Regions from separate parts of the Pan troglodytes genome. Here region 2 is linked to region 1. A link is a contact called in public HiChIP or PLAC-seq data. All regions are on one chromosome and are shown on one strand. The core of a region is the stretch at or near the end of the contact, and the rest is flanking DNA. Distances in the headings are between cores, read along the strand shown.

Region 1 (4,014 bases), core at 1,501-4,000:
CAGGAGCCCTTCCCTATCTCCGGTTCCCTAATGCTGGCTGGAGCGCCTGTCCCTCCTCTGGTCTCTGGCGCCCCCGTGTGGCCTCAGTGAGCAAGCCCCTTCCTACCTCCTGTGGGCTCCACCCCTGCCCCGCCCCTATAAGGAGGGCTCAGAATCTCTCAGGTGAGAGGGATCTGAACTCCTGCCCCCTCTCCCTTCCAGGAGACCAGAGACAATGAAGGGGATCCCCAGAGTTTGGTTTGAATCCTGGCTCCCCATCCCATTCTGGTTGATTTAGGTAATACACCCAGACTCTGTTTCCCCAAACATTTCTCAGCCCATGGGCCCTGCGTAGCTACAGGGCGGGCCTCTGGGGAGATCACATGGGAGGCAGGGCGAGTCTGAGACCAGCCCCGGGCAATGTAGAGACCCCAGCTCTAAAAAAAAAATTAAAAATTAACCAGGCGTGGTGGTGCAGGCTTGCGGTCCCAGCTACTCAGGAGGCTGAGGTGGGAGGATCACTTGAGCCCAGTATGTTGAGGCTGCAGTGAGCTAAGATTGCATCACTGCACTCCAGCCTGGGTGACAGAGCAAGACCCTGTCTCAAAAAAAGGCTGGGTATGGTGGCTCATGCCTGTAATCCCAGCACTTTGGGAGGCCGAGGTGGGCGGATCACCTGAGGTCAGACCAGCTTGGCCAACGTGGCAATATAGTGCAACCCTGTCTCTTTAAAATAAATAAATAAATAAACAAATAATCACATGAAAAACCCTTTGTGGGGAGAAACACCCTGTTTGCTTCAAACATTCATGGAACACCTCCTCCCTCAACCTGATCCTGCCCCCATCTCACCGAGGTCCCAGTACGAGAGGAGAGGCAAACCCCTAAACAGGTCTTTTAATGAAATAATGTGTTGGCCAGTGGCTACAGCCTGTAATCCCAGCGCTTTGGGAGGCTGAGGCAGGCAGATCGCTTGAGTCCAGGAGTTTGAGATCAGCCTAGGCAACATGGCGAAACCCCATCTCTATAAAAAATACAAACATGGCCGGGCCCAGTGACTCACGCATGTAATCCCAGCACTTTGGGAGGCCGAGGCAGAAGGATCACCTGAAGTCAGGAGTTCGAGATCAGCCTGGCCAACATAGCAAAACCCTATCTCTACTAAAAATACAAAAATTAGCTGGGTGTGGTGGCACATGCCTATAATCCCAGCTACTTGGGAGGCTGAGGCAGGAGACTCTCTTGAACCTGGGAGGCAGAGGTTGCAGTGAGCCGAGATCGTGCCACTGCACTCTGGCCTGGGTGACAGCGTGAGACTCCATCTCAAAAAACAAAACATCAGCCTGGCCTGGTGGTGTGAGCCTGTAGTCTCAGCTATTCGGGAGGCTGAGGTGGGAGGATCACTTGAACCCAGGAGGTTGAGGCTGTGGTGAGCTAGGTGGGAGGATCACTTGAACCCAGGAGGTTGAGGCTGTGGTGAGCTACGATTGCACCACTGCACTCCAGCCTAGGGGACAGAGTGAGACCCTGTCTCAAAAAAGAAAGTGTTGTCTAGGCCGGGTGTAGTTGCCCATGTCTGTAATCCCAGAACTCCGGGAGGCCAAGGTGGGAGGATTACCTGAGCCCAGGAGTTCGAGACCAGCCTGGTCAACATAACAATAACCCTTGACTCCAAAAAGTAAAATAAAAAATCAGCTGGGTGTGGTGGCATCTGCCTGTAATCCCAGCTACTCAAGAGGCTGAGGCAGGAGCCTAAGAGGTCAAGGCTGCAGTGAGTTATGATTGCGTCACTGCACTCCAGCATGGGTGACAGAGAGACCCTGTCTCAAAAAAAAAAAAAAAAAGTGTTGTCTGAAGCCACCAGTATGTCCCACCCTTTGATCTCTCCTCATGGTGCCTGGTCCATCCCAGCTGGACACAGCTGGACAGAAATCAGAAATACCACTGGACAGAGCCAGCCCCTCCCCTCCCCAACCTCCTCCAGCCTATCTCAGACCTCTCCTTGCCCTTCACGTTCCAGGTCAGACCTCAGGCCCTGCTCCTACTGAAGCTTAAAACGCCTGTGGTGTTGGTACCAGCCCAGCTCCACCTCCACCCCAGGGTCTAACTTAAGAGCCACCTTGTCCTCAGCCCCTCAATTCGCCTTCCTCCTTCCCAAGCCTCAGTGTGTCCATCTGCCAAATGGGCGTGACCATCCCTACCCCAACTTCCTGTCTCCCACATCAACTCTAATGATACAATCAAAGTAAGATTCAGAAACTTTTTTTTGGGCGGGGGCGGGGGGGGCGATGGGTGCCAAGCGCGGGCAAACCATGGAGAGAGCGAACTACAATTCCCATCCGGCTCCGGGGCCGCGGGCGTCCCTAGCCCCTCTCTCTTAGCCAAGGGCAAGGCGGCTGCGACCCAGGGGGCGAGAGAAGTTGCAGTGCTCCGCGCCTCCTGGGTCAGGGCCCAGGGAGGGCCCAGGTAAGTCTGGGTCTGGGGCCGCGCGGGGACCTGGGGAGTCTTTCCGACCCCGCGGAACCCCACCGCGCCCCTCGCAGAAGTCAGTTGTTCTCCCTGGCCCGCCCCCGCACTTCCTGGCCGGGAGTTGGGCCCGCCCCCGCGCGCCTCCGCCCCCACCTTCACCTCCAGCCGCGGCTCCCATTGGCCGGCGCGCACCTGCCCGTCCGTCGGGGGGCGGGGCGCGGCGCCCAGGTGAGGGCGCGCTGGCGGCGGCGGAGGAAGGTGACAGCGGGGAGGGCGGGAGAGGGGGGGGAGGACGCGCGGACAGAGCCTCAGACGGTTGGGCGGACGGACGGCCCGACAGGCGGGCATGCGGGCGGCCAGACTGTAGCCGAGCAGCGAGGCTCCGGCCGCAGCCATGGAGCGGCGGCTGCGCGCGCTGGAGCAGCTGGCGCGGGGCGAGGCCGGCGGCTGCCCGGGGCTCGACGGCCTCCTAGATCTGCTGCTGGCGCTGCACCACGAGCTCAGCAGCGGCCCCCTACGGCGGGAGCGCAGCGTGGCGCAGTTCCTGAGCTGGGGTGAGTGGCGGGGCGGCACGGAGCGGGGGCGGGCCTAGGGATATCGCGCCGAGACCCCCGCACCCGCAGACTTTCCCGCAGGGACCCGCACCCCCACGGGCTTCCCTCGCAGACTCCCTGCAGTGGCCCTGACGCGTACCACCGGACCCCCGCGGCCCGCACACTCGCCTGCACACCTCACCCTCACTCCAATTCTCACACACGCTCCTTCCCTCTCACAGACCCCGACACATGCACACACACACCAACTTGTGCTCAGGTATCGACCGCAGACGCATGTACCCAGTGCACCGCCTAGAGTCCCGTACAGATTTCCTTGCTTACAGGCCACACCTGACGCAGGACACACACAGACCCTCATGCATGTCACCCACTGATACACGGGCTCTGTTTCTCCTTCCTCTCGGATGCATTGAGACACACAACTCATGGAGAGACCCAGGGAGCGCTGCAGACCACCCCGACCGCATTGGCACTGCAAAACACACAGATCTGTAGGTATCGCACACTTGCAGACCTTCCCCCCACCAACACACACACCCCCAGCTCCCTGCGTACAAGACCACTGCAGCCTGGACTCAGGAACCGATTTCCAACCCTTGGCCTGTGCAGGCTGCTGGCCAAGCTCCTTGGGGGCTGTGGCGCCGGCGCCGGGGAGGGGGGCCTAGCTGGAGATGGGTCTGTACCTTTCCTGGTAGACTCATCTGAGTCATTGGGAGTGGCTGGCCCGGGGTGACCCTGAACCCACTGTGGGCACTGGCGCCAGCTGGAGGGTTCCCTGGTCACACCCTGCCGGGCCATGGGGAAAAGGCACGGGGGCCTGGCCAGGGCAGGGTGAGGCAGGTGTTTGCCCAGTGGGCAACTAGCGTTCCTGGCACTCCTGAGCTCTGGGAAGGCACAAGGCCTGGGGTAGAGGGGGAGGCTGCCACCCAGATGTGCCAGGGAGTTGTCCCCTAGCCCCAACCCTTCCATCCAGGGCGAGGCAGTCAGAGGCCCCTGCCTCTGTGCCTGT
Region 2 (4,054 bases), core at 65-2,564, 270 kb before region 1:
GTGGACCTCCCCGCTAGGCCTGGAGCTCCACCCCCGGCCGCTTAACTCCAGCGCGAGGGCCCGTCCCCTAGGCACCGTTAATAGGATAGCGCAGGCGACTCTTGTCCTTCAATTCCTGCCCCTCGGCCACCTGCGGGTCCAAGGGGGCTCTGATAAGGCCCAGGGCGTCCTTTCCCTCGCCGAGCCCATTCGCTTCCCTCCCCCGAGCGTCCGCGAGCGGGGCCCGCACCTTGCGCGCCGGCAGTAGGTAGAGCGCCGCCTGCAGGCCGAGCCAGGCGAGCCACAGCAGCAGCGCCCGTGGGCTCCACAGCGCCTCCAGCCCGGGCAGGGACGCGGGTGGACCCAGCAGGCGCGCGGGGCCCGAACGGGCCGCCAGGAGCAGGTGGAACATGGTGGCGGGCAGCAGCAGTAGCAGAGCCGCGGCGCCTGCGGGAAGGGCCATCACGTCGGGCGTCCGCCCCTAGCCCCCCAGCTCCCCGCCGGCCCGCACGGGCGCCCTGACGTCTCTGCGGGACCCTCTCGGCATTCCCAGAGTGCGCCTCCGCACCCCGTCCTCAGCCCTCGGCCCCCAGGCACCCCGCTGCCTCCCAGTTCCCTTCCCAGGCGTCCATCTTAGTCCCCCGCCCCCAGGCCCCTCGAAGACCCTCCTCCTGCTCCCAGTCGACACCATAAATCCCCGTTCTGCAGCCCCCAGAACCGGCCCCTCCTCAGCTCTCCCTCTCCAGACACCCTTCGCTGCAAACCCCCGGGTCCCTCTGCCTCCGACACCCCCAAAGCCTTCCATCCTCAGATCTCGCCCCCGCTCTTAGTTCACCCGCTCCAGCTCTCCTTCGCTTAGCCTTTGCCCCAGGTCCCCTCTCTCTGCCCCATTACCCAGGGGCCCTCCGAATTCCAGCGGGGCCCGGGGGCCCTGAGTGGGGGCCATGGTCTCCGCTCCGCCGGAGAGAGAGGGCGCTCACAATAGTCGGTCAAGGAAACACTGTCCGCCCCATTTCCCAGGAGATGGACTCGGCCGCGCGGAGGATCCGGCCCCGCGGCGCCTGCACCTGCCTGGACACGGAACGCAGACAAGGACCGCTCTTGTCCCAGGGTTTTTAAGTGGAACCGCCCCCTGCCCATGCTGGGCCCAGCACACCAGCCAATCGGCGCTCGGGGGCGGACCCGACGCGGGCGCCTCAGAAGCCTCAGCTTCAAAACCCCGCCCCCGGAAAGGCCCGCCCAGCAAGCGAGAGGAGGAGGCCACACATGTTTATTAGGCCGGTCCTGACACCTGCCTGCGGGGAAGGACCACCGAGACCAGATCCTGGGTGCCATGGGGTGCAGGGACAGACAGGTGCATGGCAGCGGCTGCGCCTAGCCGCGCTCGCAGATGACCTCGACCACACTGGGCTCCATGGGCACAGGGTCTGGGCAGCGCAGGGCAGCAGAGGCCACCACTTCGTCCAGCAGCAAGTGCACGAGTTCTTCGTCGGCCACAAAACGCCACAGGTAGAGCTGCAGAAAGTGGCAGTCCACTTGCACCTGCTGCAGCCCGAAGCGCCCAAAGGTGCGCAGCCGCACACACTCCAGCAGCGTCTTCAGGCTGATCTTGATGATGCCGGTCAGCACCGACACCTGCAGGCAGGGACACAGGGATGCAGCTTGGGGACTGCAGGTGTGTGTGGGGGACACCCAAGTTCCAAGCAGGGGCCCGGGAGACATACGATGGAAGTAGCTGGGATGAGGCAGAAAGTCTCCGGGGCCAGATAAGAGGGGAGGGATACAATGTTAGCGCCGTCATCTGGAGGGCAGGGGACAGGTAGGGCCCAGCAATCAGAGGCATCCCTGAGCTTGGAGTGAGGCGGGGCAGGGACCATGGGTGAACAGAAAACCCTGGGGAGGACCCAAGACTACTGTGGGGATAAGGACAAGGGCAAACAGTAATCCCAGGTCAGCACCCAGACTCAGGCTGGGCACACACCAAGACTGGGACAAGGGCTGTGGGATTTGGAGGCAGGGCACTCTGTACTACCTAAAAACAGCCCTAGAGACAGAGACTGGAGGGTCAGGGTCACCCCCAGTTGGTCACAGAGTCCTGGGGCTCCTTGGGCAGGTGTGGGGCTGCTCCAGCCAACCCTCCCCGGGATCCCTGGAAGTCTGAGTCACGTTGGAAGTCGGACCTTGTTGAACTCCACAGGGCTGAACACATCAATACGTTCAGAGAATAGCTTCTGGATATTGCTCAAGAGGTTGGTGTCCATCGGGGCACTGGATTGGGGAAGACAAGGAATCAGAGCCCGCCCTGCACCTTCGCCCTCTTTTGTCCCTTCCCCCTGGGGCTCCCCTGACCAGCCAGACCTGGGGGTATAGCTGGGGGCGTAGCGGCCCTGCTGCCGAGAGCTGCTGTACACGGAGAAGGTCCTCTTGCTGGAGTCGCTGCTCTGGGCCTTGCGAACACCCTCTTCGTACAGGAGCCCCACCTGGTGGTAAAAAGAGGTACTGCAAGGAGCCCCGAGTCAGGGGAAACCACCAGCCCATCGGTGCTGAGGATGCCCTAAGTCAGCTACTCAAGCATCACAAGGATCACAGGGTAATCACCGCGGGGCCCGCTATTTAGTAGGTACATGGTCGCTATTTATAGAACCAGTGGAGTGGGGCAAAGGCAGGATACAAGAGTTGGTCTGAGGTCTAATCTTCAGCACCAGCACCAACCCTGCCCTGACTTCCTGGGTAACCCTGAGCCTCTGCTTCTCCACAGGTAAAATAGGGGCGAAGATGTCATAATCCTGGGCTGAGGAGGAACAAGACCGTGGACATAGGCACTCCCCAGCCCCTTTGGTCTTCATCCTTGGAGACTTGTTCCCCTGGGGTTCCCTCACGGACGCCCTGGCTACAGAACTGGCCCCGTGAGAAGCCCAGATACACATGTCCCCTCCTCCAGGCAGGGACTGCTAGTGATCCTCTGCTGCCCCAGCCCCTCTTGAAGGGACAGTACCCCCAGCCTGCGTCAGGGCTACCCCGGCCAGCCTGGGCAGCACCTGCACGTCGATGGCGGTGGTATCCTCCACCACCCGCTTCATGACGGCCCGCACATTCCGAGGCTCCAGAGTGCTGAGCCAGTCGCGAGTCTCCACGCTCTTGCGCAGCATCTGTGATATGACCAGGCCCTGCACCTTCACGTAGTGGGTCAGCAGCCGCCGCGCCGTTTCCCTGGCCTCTGCACACAGTGTGCTCACAGGCGTCACTGGGAACTGATCCTGAGCCAAGGAGGCAGAGGACAGAGGGAGTGGGTATGGCGGGGGCAGCTCAGGGGCCACTGCCAACCAGGAGCTGGGCACAGATTGGGCAAGGTGGAGGCTGCGGTACACACAGGCAGCTGGTCTGCGGTCTGGCCATGAGGGCACTGTCCAGCCACCTGCATTCCCAGCAATACCATTCCCCACCCGGCTAGGAGCTAGTGCTTCACCTGCACCAGAAACTGTTCATCAGTGAGAGTGAGGATGTAGGAGATGGTGGCCGTCTCGTAGTCCAGGCAGAGGCGGGAGAGCAGCAGGAGCAGGGCAGGTGGTGTGGCACCCCCCTTCTCCCCAGGGCTGTCGCAGAAGCTCTGAGCCGTCTGGCACATAGAGTGGATGAAGCCCACGATGAGGCCCTCACGGACACCCTGACTGCAGAACTCACCCTGCAAGAGAAGGTGCCCAGGTCCACAGCAGGTCCCCTCTTCCAGGTAGGGCTGTTAATGACCCTCTGCTGGGGCTCTAAGTGCCCCAGCCCCCTCTGCAAGGGACAGCATCATCCTACATTCTAAGTACCCCGGAGCAGCTTCCCTGAGTGGGGGCAGAGAAAGCCAACACTGGGGACCCCACCATGCCCTGCTTCTCAGCCCAGCTGCAGATGCCCTGAGCCTTCCCCACCCCCCAGACCGTGCATAAGAACCTGAAACCACACCCAGAGTGCCTGGTTTCCCCAGTTTCCCAAGCACTGGTATAAAAGGTTTTGGAGGGTCAACCAGCAGGTTGAACAAGGAACACCCAAGAGGAGGCGTACCCGGAAGTAGGGCTTGTTGGAGAAGGAC

The links. HiChIP or PLAC-seq counts read pairs in DNA pulled down with a chosen protein or histone mark.
Region 2: an H3K4me3 HiChIP or PLAC-seq map of stem cell-derived excitatory neurons shows a contact between it and region 1, with 6 times the contacts expected there. The contact joins the promoter of TM7SF2 here to the promoter of CDC42BPG in region 1. A contact is called at or near these places in 1 of 7 Hi-C or Micro-C datasets (stem cell-derived neural progenitor cells) and 1 of 1 datasets of contacts at active chromatin or transcription factors (stem cell-derived excitatory neurons).

What each region holds. Positions count from the first base shown.
Region 1 is chr9:67,166,601-67,170,614 of NHGRI_mPanTro3-v2.0_pri, reverse strand. CDC42BPG (CDC42 binding protein kinase gamma) reads left to right here and starts at 2,750. Exons shown (of 36, transcript XR_010147234.1): 1 at 2,750-3,002.
Region 2 is chr9:67,438,515-67,442,568 of NHGRI_mPanTro3-v2.0_pri, reverse strand. TM7SF2 (transmembrane 7 superfamily member 2) reads right to left here and starts at 1,314. Exons shown (of 10, transcript XM_063783054.1): 1 at 960-1,314; 2 at 230-426; 3 at 76-130. The coding sequence starts at 1,314. VPS51 (VPS51 subunit of GARP complex) reads right to left here. Exons shown (of 10, transcript XM_009423455.4): 5 at 4,027-4,054; 6 at 3,446-3,661; 7 at 3,018-3,236; 8 at 2,338-2,459; 9 at 2,160-2,247; 10 at 1,233-1,614. The coding sequence ends at 1,354.